2 separate regions of the Gossypium hirsutum genome follow, and region 1 is linked to region 2. Evidence: chromatin contacts called from public Hi-C data. All regions are on one chromosome and are shown on one strand. The core of a region is the stretch at or near the end of the contact, and the rest is flanking DNA. Distances in the headings are between cores, read along the strand shown.

The links. Hi-C and Micro-C count contacts between places; a contact is called where the count stands out from the background.
Region 1: a contact with region 2 is called in a Hi-C map of leaf, with 2.6 times the contacts expected there. The contact joins the promoter of LOC107888859 here to the promoter of LOC107920286 in region 2. A contact is called at or near these places in 2 of 34 Hi-C or Micro-C datasets (both in leaf).

The regions. Positions count from the first base shown.
Region 1 is chrA12:61,347,128-61,353,954 of Gossypium_hirsutum_v2.1, forward strand. LOC107888859 (homeobox-leucine zipper protein ATHB-6) reads left to right here and starts at 3,328. Exons shown (of 3, transcript XM_016813108.2): 1 at 3,328-3,940; 2 at 4,060-4,433; 3 at 4,521-5,492. The coding sequence starts at 3,877. The coding sequence ends at 5,069.
Region 2 is chrA12:61,161,457-61,168,140 of Gossypium_hirsutum_v2.1, forward strand. LOC107920286 (RING-H2 finger protein ATL54) reads right to left here and starts at 5,271. Exons shown (of 1, transcript XM_016849911.2): 1 at 3,486-5,271. The coding sequence starts at 4,856. The coding sequence ends at 3,726.

The DNA of each region.
Region 1 (6,827 bases), core at 2,078-4,577, 180 kb after region 2:
GGAAGAGTTGAAAAGTTAAGCTCAATTAACGTTGCCTTGAAGCTTTGCATATTGATATTAATTTTAGGTTAAATTTGGTTATCGATATGGATATTTTATATAAGTTATAGATTTAATGTTTATATTTTAATTTGATTAATAATAATTTTTATATTTTTTAATTTTAGTTTATATATTATGTGTAAATTGTGGATTTAATGAATTTATTTTTAATTTAATTAATTTTAGTTTTTGTAACTTTTAAATTTTAAAATTTTAATCCTAATTTAAACAGTAACAAATAATTTATTTTGTTACATTCTGCTATCAATTTTATACCATGTGTAAAATTATAGATTTAATCCTTGTTTTCAAATTTGGTCATTCTTAATCGTTATACTTTTTTAAATTTAAATTTTTAATCTTGATACAAATGACAACCACTAAATCAAATAGAAATAACAAATTGGCATGATATTATATATATAATAATATGTTTATCACGTAAAAATAATAAAATTTAATAAATTTAATAATTACTATTTAATTAAAATTGAAATTTTAAATTTCAAAAACTATATAAAATTAAAATATAATTTACAACTGTCTAAATACTTATTTACAGAACTCAACCTTATGCATTGGAGAGGAGGAAACAAGAGATATTTTTTCAGTTGTCGGAATATAAACTAAAAAGTTGCAATTATTTTTATTTTTACTTAATTTATAATTAAATTTAATTTTTAAAATAAAAATAAATATTTATATTTAAAATAAATAACTTAAAAGTTCTATATAAAAATATTTTTTAAAAGATGCCATATAAAAGTTAATTATTTTCTATTTAATTGAATTTCTTTTAAAATATTTATGAAGAATACTTTAAACTTTATCAAATAATATTTAAAAATAATAAAATAAACATCATTTTATCAAATAAATTTTAAATTTTCAAAATTTCAAAATTAATATAAATGGTTAAAAATTTCATAAAACCGAACTCAACGCAACCGGTATAACTTAAAAGCATACTCGCATACTCGCACTTGCATTGGATGAATAAGAGAGATCTATTAAGAGGACTATGAATTTTAATTTGACGGGCCAAGGTTTATATTTAACAGGTCAATAACCAGATTATAACTTCTTCTCTTTTTTTCCATTTTATAAACCAAAGGATTTTAATAGGAATTTTTCAAATTAATTTTTAAGCTGCTTGAAATCATGTTAAATAATTAATTAGTTTCTCAGCTCACTAAATTTGATTGTATATTCTGCCAAATATTCATATTTATCGTACAGAGTTGTTGGCGTCAATTTTTTTTATTAGAAATAAAAAATAAATAAATTTCTCCTTCGTACTTTGATTATATAATTTCTAGAGTTAAAAAAGTTTGTTATTTCTTGAAATCATTTTCAATTCTATTATATTTTAAATATATGTTTATTACGATGGTTTTAGGTAAAAAGTCTATGCACCATTATAAAATTTGAGTTTTAATTTCTATACTTTAAAATAAAAAAAAGTTTAATTCTCTTATTTTTTTAATTTAAAAATTGTTCTCTAATCATTATTGCTATTAGTAATTTCTATTAAAAATTATTAACTTATTTAGGTCTAATTTAAAAATATTTCTTAAAAATACTTTCAAGAAAAAAATACTTTTAAAAAGAAATTAAAATTTTTAACTTAAAAGAAAAGTGCTTTTGGAGAGAAGCTCAATCGTATGCCATATCTCACAAGAGCAACTTAATCAATACGCAAGAATGACAAATTTTGATGAAAAATAATGATTAAACTGATATTTTTAAATAAAAAAGTAAAAAAATAATTTTTAATTTTTTAAATATAAAAATTAAATATCAAATTATATTAAAATATAATGAGTAACAATATTGTTAATTATTTTTGTTCATTTTATATTCCATATAAAATATACAAATCAATCTATCAATGAAATAAAAGTAATAGAATTTTCTGTACTGTTAAAATTAATAAAAATAAATATGTCAATAAAGTTTTTTCAATAATGATATATTTCTTCGTAACAAAAGAATATGTTTAGGCCCAGTGTTTTTGGTAAAAAGACTTATATGATATCTTTTTATTTTGATGTTGAGTAGATTCATTCTATTTATAAAAAAATCAAAATAATTTAATTTGTATCTATTTTTAAATAAATTACTATTAGTATTATGTTTTTCATTAATTGTACACAATATAATAATTAATTTAACTGTCAAAATTTACACATTTTATTAATTTAATTTAATTTTAAAAATTTAGCCCACAACCAAAGTTATTAGGAGTAGGCTGATTGGTACATTGGTTTTAAAGAAAGAGGTTAAAGCGGTTGACTCACAAATCATTTAAACCGAGGTTTTTATTTTTTAAAATTTATTTAATCAAATTAGACCAATCTATCAAATTCGGAATAGATAGTCTAACTGGTCTAACCATTGGTTCGGTTTTAAAAATATTGCCTGCAACATTATATGTTTTGTCAACATTTATGTAGAATATATAAACATCGAAAGTTAAATTTGCTATTATATTAATCAAAATTATGTACCATTGACAAAAAAATTAAAGTTATGATTAATTGTCTTAGTTGCTTACTTTCAAAATTATTAAGAATTAAATTGTCTCACTTTTTTAAAGAGAGACCAATTTACTCAAAATTTATTTAATTAAACTGATCAATTGATTAAACTAAAAATTGATAGTATGATCGGTCTAAACATCAATTTAGTTATAAAAATATTGCCTGCAACATTCACATATATCAATATTCACATATAATTTAAAAAATGTTGATGATTAAATTCGTTATTATACCTATATACAATCGATAAAAAGTATTAAAGCCATAATTAATAAATTATTTCAATTTTTTAAAGAAAGATCAATTTATCTACGGGTATCAAAATTTAAAAAGACTAAAAAGGTGTTTATGAATATTTTTTCTTTTAAAAAAATATTAAAATGATCAACGATTAATTGCACCGACCAGGAGTAGTGAAGTCCATGATACGCTGACGCCAACCAAATCTTCTTAAGCCTAAAAAAAATAAGAGAAAAAAAAAACCAGCGCCAAGCCCTTATAAGCCGAGCCATTTCAATTATTTAAATATATATAAAACAATAATATTATTTTATTATAAACAAGTTACCCCTTCTAGTTTTACCACCAAAAAGGGGAAAACAACAAAACAAAATAAAACGGTCGAAAACCGGCAATAACAAGTAAAAGCTAAAACTTGCATTTGGAATGCATTTTGGGTTCATTTGCATTTGCCAACGTTGCTTAACCCCAGTCAGATTCTAACCCAAATGTGACCCATCGAAGTTCCTTATTTAAAGTTGGAGAAACTGGTTAAAGCCAGCTCTCAGCTGGGTTCTTCTGGTTAAAGTCTTTGTAATTTAATTGAGTTTTGATCGGGTAATGGTGTGGAAGAAACGGAAATATTTCAAAGTTCTTCTCTTGTAGGGTTGGGTTTTTTCTTTTCCTTTTCTTTTTTTTTCCTTTTTGAGGCAGGGGTGTTCTTGTATGTATATCGGGTCTGTTGGAAGCTTGTGTTGCTGTGTCTTGTTTTCTTGCTTTGAATTTGATTGTTTTCAATGGGAACTAAGAGGATGAAACAAGAAGAGAAGAAATCTGATGAGGAAGTTAAGAGAGGGCATTGTTTGTTATACAGTTGTAAACAAGTTGATCTTGTTTCAGACAAACTTACGATTTGTAATAACTTCTCTCGACCTTGAGCCACTTAAACAAAGATTTGACCAGAAGAAAGCCACTCACAACACACCAAAACTTAAAAGGATTTTTAAGACTAGAAGAAGAAAGAGATCTCTACTTTACATAAGAGTGTTCATTTCACCAAGTTCATCAAACCATGAAGAGATCGCTTGGCAGCTCAGATTCCATGGCTACTTTCATGTCCATCTGCCCAACCACAGGTCTAAAAAAACAACCCCAATTTCAATTAACCTCATCTAGAATTAAATCTTTTATTTTTTTTGGTTGCAAAATACCTTGCTTTAGTGTCTCAATTGGCTATTTGTTTTGTTTGGTTCAGATGAAGAAAGTCCAAGAAACAACCATATTTACAGTAAAGAGTTGCAGTCGATGTTAGATGGATTAGAGGAAGAAGGCTGTTTGGAGGAAGCAGGCCATGTTGCTGAGAAGAAGAGGCGTTTAAGCGTGGATCAAGTTAAGGCCTTGGAGAAGAATTTCGAGGTCGAAAACAAGCTTGAACCTGAGAGGAAAGTGAAACTAGCTCAAGAACTTGGCTTGCAACCTAGACAAGTTGCTGTCTGGTTCCAAAACCGCCGTGCCAGGTGGAAGACCAAGCAATTGGAAAGGGATTATGGCCTGCTTAAAACCAGTTATGAAACTCTTAAGCTGAACTTTGATACCCTCCAACATGGCAATGAAGCTCTTCTCAAAGAGGTAATATTATAACTGCTTGGTTAACGTGCCAATAACTTCACTTTCTTTAGCTTTTTATTCTAAAAACAGCCTAATGATTGCTGCCAGATAAGAGAGCTGAAAGCGAAGCTGAACGGAGAAAGCGTAGGGAGCAACCTTTCAGTGAAAGAGGAGGCGATTGTGCCTGAAACTGACGATAAAACAATGGAACAAAGTGAACCACTTCCAGCTTCTTCTTTGGCCACTTCATCCGAGCCAGTAGAACTGAACTACGAGTGCTTCAAGAGCAGCAACAATAGAGTGGCTGACGCCATCCTTTTCCCAGAACTGAAAGATGGGTCATCGGATAGTGACTCAAGTGCTATCTTGAATGAAGACGACCACACCAACAACAACACCAGCAATGGTGCTGTTTCGTCATCTGGGGTCCTACAAAGCCAACATCTTTTGATGTCACCAACGACAACCTCTTCGTTCAACTTCGACTCATCTTCTTCGTCTTCACAGTCCTCCATGAATTGTTTCCAATTCTCAAAAACAACCTATCTTGTGAAGATGGAAGAGCACAATTTCTTTACTGCAGATGAAGCTTGCAATTTCTTCTCTGATGAGCAAGCTCCAAGTCTTCAATGGTGTTATCCGGAGCAATGGAACTAAAAGCAGAAGCCAAAATGAGCATGTATGTAACCAAATGCAATGAAATAAGCCAAAAAACAAAGTTGGGTATCTAAAATGAAGCTCCAAGAGTGTTGTAAGATGCGAATTATGTAACAAGTTAAACTACTAATACCGTGAAAGAAAGAGAAAAATGGGGATTTGGAGCTGAAGAAGAGGCATAGAGAAGGGTTGATATGGCCGCCGAAAGAGGGCTTAAAGCATATGGCGACACCAGGCCAGGCGTGCGGGAAATGATTAGGTCGTAATTGATAGCACTTATCTTTTTTCACTCTTCTGCTGTAAATGGAAAAATCTCCCCCATTCCATTGGGGCAAAGTAAACAAAATCATCAATCATCATTTTCTTTTATCTTTTCTTTATGCAATATAGTAACAAATGATGAAAGAATTTTAGTTTTTCCTAGTAACGTATGATTTTAAGATTTATGCTTTTTCTTTAAAAAAAACTGAATTCGGTTCTGTGTTTTTCTTGAGAGTTGAAAAAGTTTAACTAGATTTGATAGCTTGGGAATTCTATACCATCCTTTAACAGTTGAGTTTCTTCCCCGTTCCCAATTTCTATGACATCAAATTCTTGAATTCCTCTACGACCTTAAACTATTGAGTTTCACACAATAAATTAAACAAAAAGTTTTGTTAATGCTTTAGATATAGATGAAAATTATAAGAAAAAAAATACAACTCTGATACAAGATTTCAATGAGGGACGACGAGGAGGAGAAAATGGTGGAGACAAGAAGGCCGATTTACCTATGCCAGGTAGATAGCTGGAGTTAGGGGATTCAAAAAGGAGGAGAGGAGGTTGATACTTAAGTTTTCTTGGGGAAGAAGGAGATCTTTTGCTACTTGTGTTCTAGGATATATATAGGAGGGTTACTATTTGTTTAGTAGTCTCACGTAACCAACATTAAGGAAGGTAGACTTGCTCGTGTGGTCGGCCATGTTGCATGGCCGTTATAAGTCAGTTGTCACCATATGTTGTATCATATGATTTTGTTTTGACATTCTCCTTGCTGAGGTTGTAATATCCTGAATTAGGGCCTAATCGGAATAGTAGTTTCGTGACCACAAATCCGAGATAGAAATAATTATTTTATGATTATTTTGAGGTCTATAATATGATTGCATGATTGTGTGAAAATTTCATGAAGAAATTCTATGCATAAAGTGCTTAATTTGAAGTTAGGGACTAAATTGAATAAGTTCCAAAACTTGCATTCTAGAAGTTTCTAGTATGAAATTGCTTTGAAATATTAATTAGGAGGTCTTAAATAGAATTTGACCAATTTCAAAGTTTATGGACAAATATTGGACATGAATGGAATTTTTGGAAAGTTTAGTAGTAAGGGTATTTTGGTCATTTAGGGGTAAAATGAATTAAAATACAAAATTAAAAGCCAATTTTGCTCATCTTCTTCACCATGGACGTGTATACCAAGGGAGACTCTATCGCTAGGGTTTCCAAGCTTCCAAGCTCGATTGTAAGTCCGTTCTAGCCTCGTTTTTAGTGATTTTTACGTTTTTGGAGTCCCAGTAACTTGATTTAGCTTATGCTAGCAATAATTCAACCTAGGGTTCATATTTGGAAAAATACCCATAGGTGAAATTTGTGTATTTTGGTGTTTTATGATAGAATATGAAGTTTTAAATTATGTTAGACAACTTGTGCTACTCGGTTTAATTTCCGAATTAAAAATACCTAATAGTCATAAGTACATGTTAGAGTGAGAATTTGATG
Region 2 (6,684 bases), core at 4,021-6,520:
AGTAATCTCTACTTCATTTATACTTCTTATACCTTTAAATAGAGACTTTGGAGAAGCTTTATAAATATTCCGATTGATCAATAAATTATGCTCTATCTTCGCTCTCCCATTCTATTTGTTCTTTATTCTCTGTCTTTTATTTTATAACAATATTAATGAATTTAAACATTATTTAAATGTGTGTGTTTTTACTTTACCATATTATGTTTAAATTTGACATTTTCTTTCTCAAAAACACCTTTTAAGAGCAATACTAAACACTTAGGAGGTGTTTGATGCTTTCTCATTTTAAGATTCTAATAGAATTATCACAAATGTAGATATGTAATTGTTGAGAAAATTACTTTACAATGTGGTAAGTTCTAAATAAAATCCTGAGAAAGTTTGGTACACTACCACTTTCTTGGGAATGTATATAGGGGTACTTTACATAATTATCCTTATTAAATAAAAATAAAATTAATGTATTTTAAAGTATTTTATTATTAATAAATATTTGAATTAAATATTTAATAATAATACTTTTGAATAATCTTTATTATTAACAATTATTTGAATCAATCCACAATGTATGATTTTTCTTACATTTTGATCTAATCCATTATATGAATATATTAAAAAAAACAATTTGCATTTTAACTCAAGATTGTGAAGATGTACAATTTGTAATTTTTTTTTCTCATTACATTGTAAGTATAAGTTCAAGTATATTCATATATTACTTATATGGTTTGCAGTTACTTTAATACTGATTTTTAGATTAATAGTTTTATTTAGATGTATGTCATTTTTTTACTAGCTACCAGATTTTTCATTTTTAACAAAAGAATTTTCATTTCAGCTTTGTTAGAATAGCATGTCATTACTTGTGGAAAAGTAAATCTCATGAGAATGTTACATTTCAAAAAAAATATGTTAAAATTTTCATACTAAACATTAAAATCATATTCCAACCAATTAAATTCTTTAAAACATGATAATTTTTCATCATATCAAATACCTTCTTAAGTTTTAAACCAATTTTTTTAAAACACTCTCTTCGACTACACTAATCGTCCTCTGTTATTAGAACTTATCCCGTATGGACGCTAAATCACCTGCTTGTCCTTTGGAATGTGACATCACATCATTAAATTCTCATCTGGACAAATAGATATTAATTTTTGTTGATCAATTGTTTCCTTGACTCGTCAGTAAGCACCATTTCCACCCTATGGTTCACCATACAGTTCTCTGAATCAATTCGGGCAACTGTTATGTCATCATCAATACCGTCTAAGGAAGCCTCCCATTCAACCCTCATCATCAGGCATCTCTCATTAGAACCGCAAGCCTGTTCAGACAACTGACTCACTCTCCAGGCCCTTTAACAAAATTCGGGCTGCAAACGAGCCCACCCGATTCTAGAGGCTCCAAATTCTTCGCCGAATCCTTTAAATTTGGACCCTATTTTTGCCCTTATCGTGAACCCACCTTCCATAGCAGCTGTGTTCACAAATTTCTCCTCGTCAAACCCACCTCATCGTCTTTGTCTACAATAATAATAATAATATGTTCTTCCTTACTAACCAAATAAAATATATAGCCATTAGAGAAAGACAATGGCTCATACTCGTCAATAAGAAACCTCAATTTTTCTCTACAATGACACATTTCTCTTGGTAAAATAGTCTATTCAACCTGCACATTTAACCGAGTGAATCATATCCACCACATCAATTCTCTTTTGATAATCAATTAATACAAAAATGTTACCAAGATCGAAGGATTTCATCTCCGTAGTCTCTATTGACTCAGGTAAAATGTATATTGCCCTGAAGCAATATTATTTCATCTATGAAGCATAAACACGGACATGCAATATGGGTACGACAAGATACGGACACGGCAATACGATAATTTTTAAAAAATGAGACACGAATATTACAAGATATGACAATAAATTTTATATATATTTTTATGTTTAAATACTTAATATCCAGCCCAATATTTTGAATCAATTTACAAACAGCCCAAAACAGACCTTGGGTTACCCACAATAATAAACCGAAAAGGAAATTCAACCCAATATTTTAAATTAATTGCAAATAACTAAGACAGACCTTGGACTGCTTCAAATTTGTCCGAGAAAAAAAAAACTTTCATTTCCTTTAAGAAAATCCTAAAACTTTCAGCCTTACTTTCCTCCTTTCATTCATTTCAAGGAAAGAAATAGGGGAAAGAAAATCTAAAACTTTGCTTCTCTTTTCACTCTCATCTGGAGTTTTTCAATCCGGCGCCTCTATCCATCGTCACCATGTCTGAATTTTTTTGACATATTTCGGCGTGTCCTATACGTATCCGGGCGTGTCCGACGAGTGTCCGTGTCGGACACACGTACAACACCTGTATGAGGAGGGATGAGCCGTGTCTGTGCTTCCTAGTATTTCATTCATGTAATTTGGTATCCATGCTCCTCTGAATCCGGACACCAAATTCTCTCTCCATGCTTCAATCCTCTCAAATACCTTTAGAAGTTTTCCTCGTCCTTCTTTTATAACATCTTCAACGTTTTCATTGTTCTCAAATCTTGTCACCATCGTATTAACAAAAACCCGCTTAACTACGATAACATCAAATCCCAGTCATCCTCATCACCTCATCCTCTATGTCATGAATCGTTTCAACACAAAATTATATTTATTTAATATTAATATGAATATAATTATAAAATTTAAATTTATTATTATATATTTAAAAATATTGATGTATTTTTATATATGTATTTGAATTTTTTTAGAATTAGGATCAAATTGAGATTATTTATAAATTTTGAGAGTTAATTTTTTAAAAATTGTGACTAAATTGATATAATATGTAAAAGTTAAGGACTAAATTTGTTATTATATCGATTGTTTAACTGCCACATTCTCTTACCATACGGAGTGACCAAAATGACCGAACTATATAATATGAGTGCTTAAATTGCAAAGTTTTTATTTTAAGTGCTTAAAATGAAAATTTTTAATAGTTGGATGACTATTTGTATAGTTTACCCATTTCTTTTTGATATTTTAATATATATATATATCACAAAGTAAATAACTATCAACAGTCATAATATGTAACTCATCCTCTTCCCAAATTTTGTAAGGCGAAATAATGTTAATTATACCAAATGTAAAGTTTTAAATTAGTTTTTAAATTTTAAAATTTTATAATTGAATCCTTAAATTATCAAAACCATGAACTTTTTTTTGCTAGCGTAGCCTTTAGTTTAGGTGTTAAATATTATGTTTAGCATATTTAAAACTCATTGAAGTTTACAAATCAATTTAAAATTTAGGCCAAACTTTAGGGACTTATGGTGCAATTAACTAAAAAGAAAAGATAAAACAAGCTTATAAACCAAACCGGTTAAGCCTAGACAAGTAAACTTATTTTTCATTTAAGTCCGAGTCCAACTCTATGGAAGCTTGTAAACATATCTGAGTACCATACACGTATAACGCAAATTCATTCACCTTTTTTATATTAATTTGGGAGTATATAGTCTACGACGGGGAGATTTATTTATTCAATACAAGAAAAGTAGAAACAGAAACATCTAAAGAAATTATATGTTATATATAACTCAAAATAAATAGCAGCATATTTAACTACCATGATTATAGCGAAGCACCATATCGCAAGTAAACTTCGATGATCCATTTACTTCTATAATCCGCTGTTATCTCAGCTTGAATTCACAAGGGAAGGATCGAACCTTGGCATTTAGTTCTTTTGGAGAATAAGAATATTCCACCAGATGAGAAAGATCTTTTCATGGAAACAGGCCCCTTGGTTAAAGATCTCCTTATTGAAGAGCTTTTCATCAGCTTGCATATGCTTGAACCTCCTCTGCTTCGCTTCACAGCAATCTTTCCCGTTGAACACTTTAACTGTTGTAATTCAGTATCTAAACTTCCACGATGTTTATGCTTCGCAGTTGCTTCACCAGCTATTTCCATGGCAGAAGATAAATCCAATGAAACTGACCTCCTCGTCGCTTGAATCTCTTCTTGAATCCCGTCTATATCGGTTAAGATATTTGAATCAGAATGACCCAAAATTTTCCTAGAATTTTCCCAATTGTCTTCATCTTCAATCCTACAAGTTCTCATTTCTTCACTGATTCCACCTTCACCGACATCGTTTTCTACCGGGGTTTCATTGCTCGAACCTGAATCAATGGAATTAGGCCCCGGTTCACTGGTATGAGCAATCATGGTTTCGGAAACAACAGGGGCGCGACACAATGGGCAGTTTTGATGTGACCGTAACCAAGTGTCGATACAAGGAAGGTGAAAACCATGGCTGCACTTGGGCAAAAGCCTGAGGCTTTCATTTTCTTGGAACTCGTTCAAGCAAACAGAACACTCGGTCCCTTCAATCAACCCATCATATTTTTTATACTTGAAAACTGTGATGGAATCAATGACCGACTGTTGGAGACCAACAGTATTGATGTACCATATGGGGTTATCTACTTGTGGTATTTGATCTTCATCAAGGAAAAAGTCATCTTGAGTACCGAAAAAAACAACGGGCAAACTTCTTCTCCTTGAATGATTGGTCCTCTTGTTAAAATACAATCTAACAAGTGCAAAGAAAATACATAGTAGAAGAGCGGAACTTAGCATGCTTGCCACTACTGTGAAGCCAGTAACCAACAAGCTTTGCTCATCATGCTTCTGACCTGGTGGTAGCGCTTGTGGCGTAGGCCTTGGCAGTGGCTTATGGTTGTTTCCACAAGGTTGATTACAGGGGCCGGATTTGTTTTCTCTTCCCTGACACTTACATGCTGATCCTGGTAGAGGTAGATCTAAATCAGGCATTGTGGAAAGCAGAGGAAAATCAAGCGAGGGACGAAAGATTGATGCCCATTTGAGATTATGAGATAAGCTTTAACACTTACTTTTTGTCGTCTATCTATCCTTCACTTATGGTGTGAGTTTGAAGTTTGGCTTTGCGTTTTTTAAAATTCTTGTTATTTTTTCCCACAAATTTCATGTGAAGTCGTGAGATCTGAGACATTTCGTTTTCCATGAAAGACTACATTTTGCATTTGCATTTACTCGGTAGCTTCGTTTTTCTTCGGCCTTTTGTTTTGGTCAGAAGACTCTTTGCAGTCAACCACGCGTAAACGTTCATTGACGTAGTGTAGGGTTCATGGGAAATTATTTGTGCTTAAAATATGCTCCTAGTCCCTTTACTTTTTATACATTTGAAATTTAGTCTCTTTATTTTTACTTTTAGAAATTTAGTCCCTATACTATTCAATTTACAAAATTTAGGTCCAATTATTAAATTTATTTAAATTCTTCTATTAAATTCAATAGTGTAACATTTTAAAATAAAAAAAAACAATTCACTTGATAGTCATGTAATAAAAAAGTAGCGTTGCAATAAACCTAAATTTAAGAGAAGAGTTTTAACAATGTAAACAACTGGATTTGCATTTTTAAATATTAACACTAAATTCCTTGAAATAAAAGTATAGGAACTAAATTCCAAATGTACAACAAGTATAAGGATTGAAGCATATTTTATCCCAATTTATATTATCAAATATGATATAAAAAATTACGAGTGATTACACTTTGTAAAATAAAACATATATAGGGAATTAAAATTTCTTCTAATTCTAAATGGATGTAATTCTATCTTAATAATTACACTTTCGTCTAATTACTCTCTGATGCCTAAATATATCCCTAAATACAGAAAGACAACTTATATTAGTAGACAAACCTAAACATGTTCTTAGTCTAATCAAAATGAGCAAACTAATTGAAAGACAAATATGTCGTATATCAAGTTCAATTTAGGAGATGCTTTGTAACATCCTGTTTTTGGGTCAAATTAGAATAGTGGTTTCGGGACCACGAATCTGAACTAGAAATATTTATATTATTACTTCTTTAAGGTCTACAGCATGATAGAATAATTGTGTGAAAATTTCGTTAAGAAATTTTATCGATTGAGTACCCAATTTGACTCGAAGGACTAAATTGTAATAAGTGCAAAATTTGAGTTCTATAGGTTAAAGTTGTCAAATTGCTATGAAATTCTAAACTAGAGGTCCTTAAATGGTAATTAGACCATTATATTTAGTATGGAAAAAAATTGACATGACTAGGTAAAATTGTAAAGTTATGCATTAAGGGCATTTTAGTAATTTGTCAAATAAAGAAAAAATTAACTAAATAAAAGTGTCCATCTTCTCAAATTAGTCCCCCCCCATAGCCGAATTTGAAGAATAAGACATAGCTAAGGTTTTATCCAAGCTTTCAAGCTCGATTGTAAGTCCGTTCTTGTCCCGTTTTTAACGATTTATACAATTTTGAGATTGTTGTAACTAGATTTAGCTATTTTAAGAACTAATTTGAAAGAAAATCGAAGTCCAAAATTTTACCCATGTTGGATGTACATGTATTTTGATGTTTGCTGGTAGAAAATGCATGTTTGTTGTTTGTTAAACGACTTTTGCAAAATAATTTTTGGTAAAAAGTCAAATAGGGACTTATTTGTAAAAGTCTATAAAATATGTAAAGAAGTGTGAATAAATGAAAAATGTGGGTTGTTATGAGCATAAATAACAATCGACTAGGATTGTGTTATGATGAAATTGAATGAAATTCAATTTACGAGTTTAGGGACTAA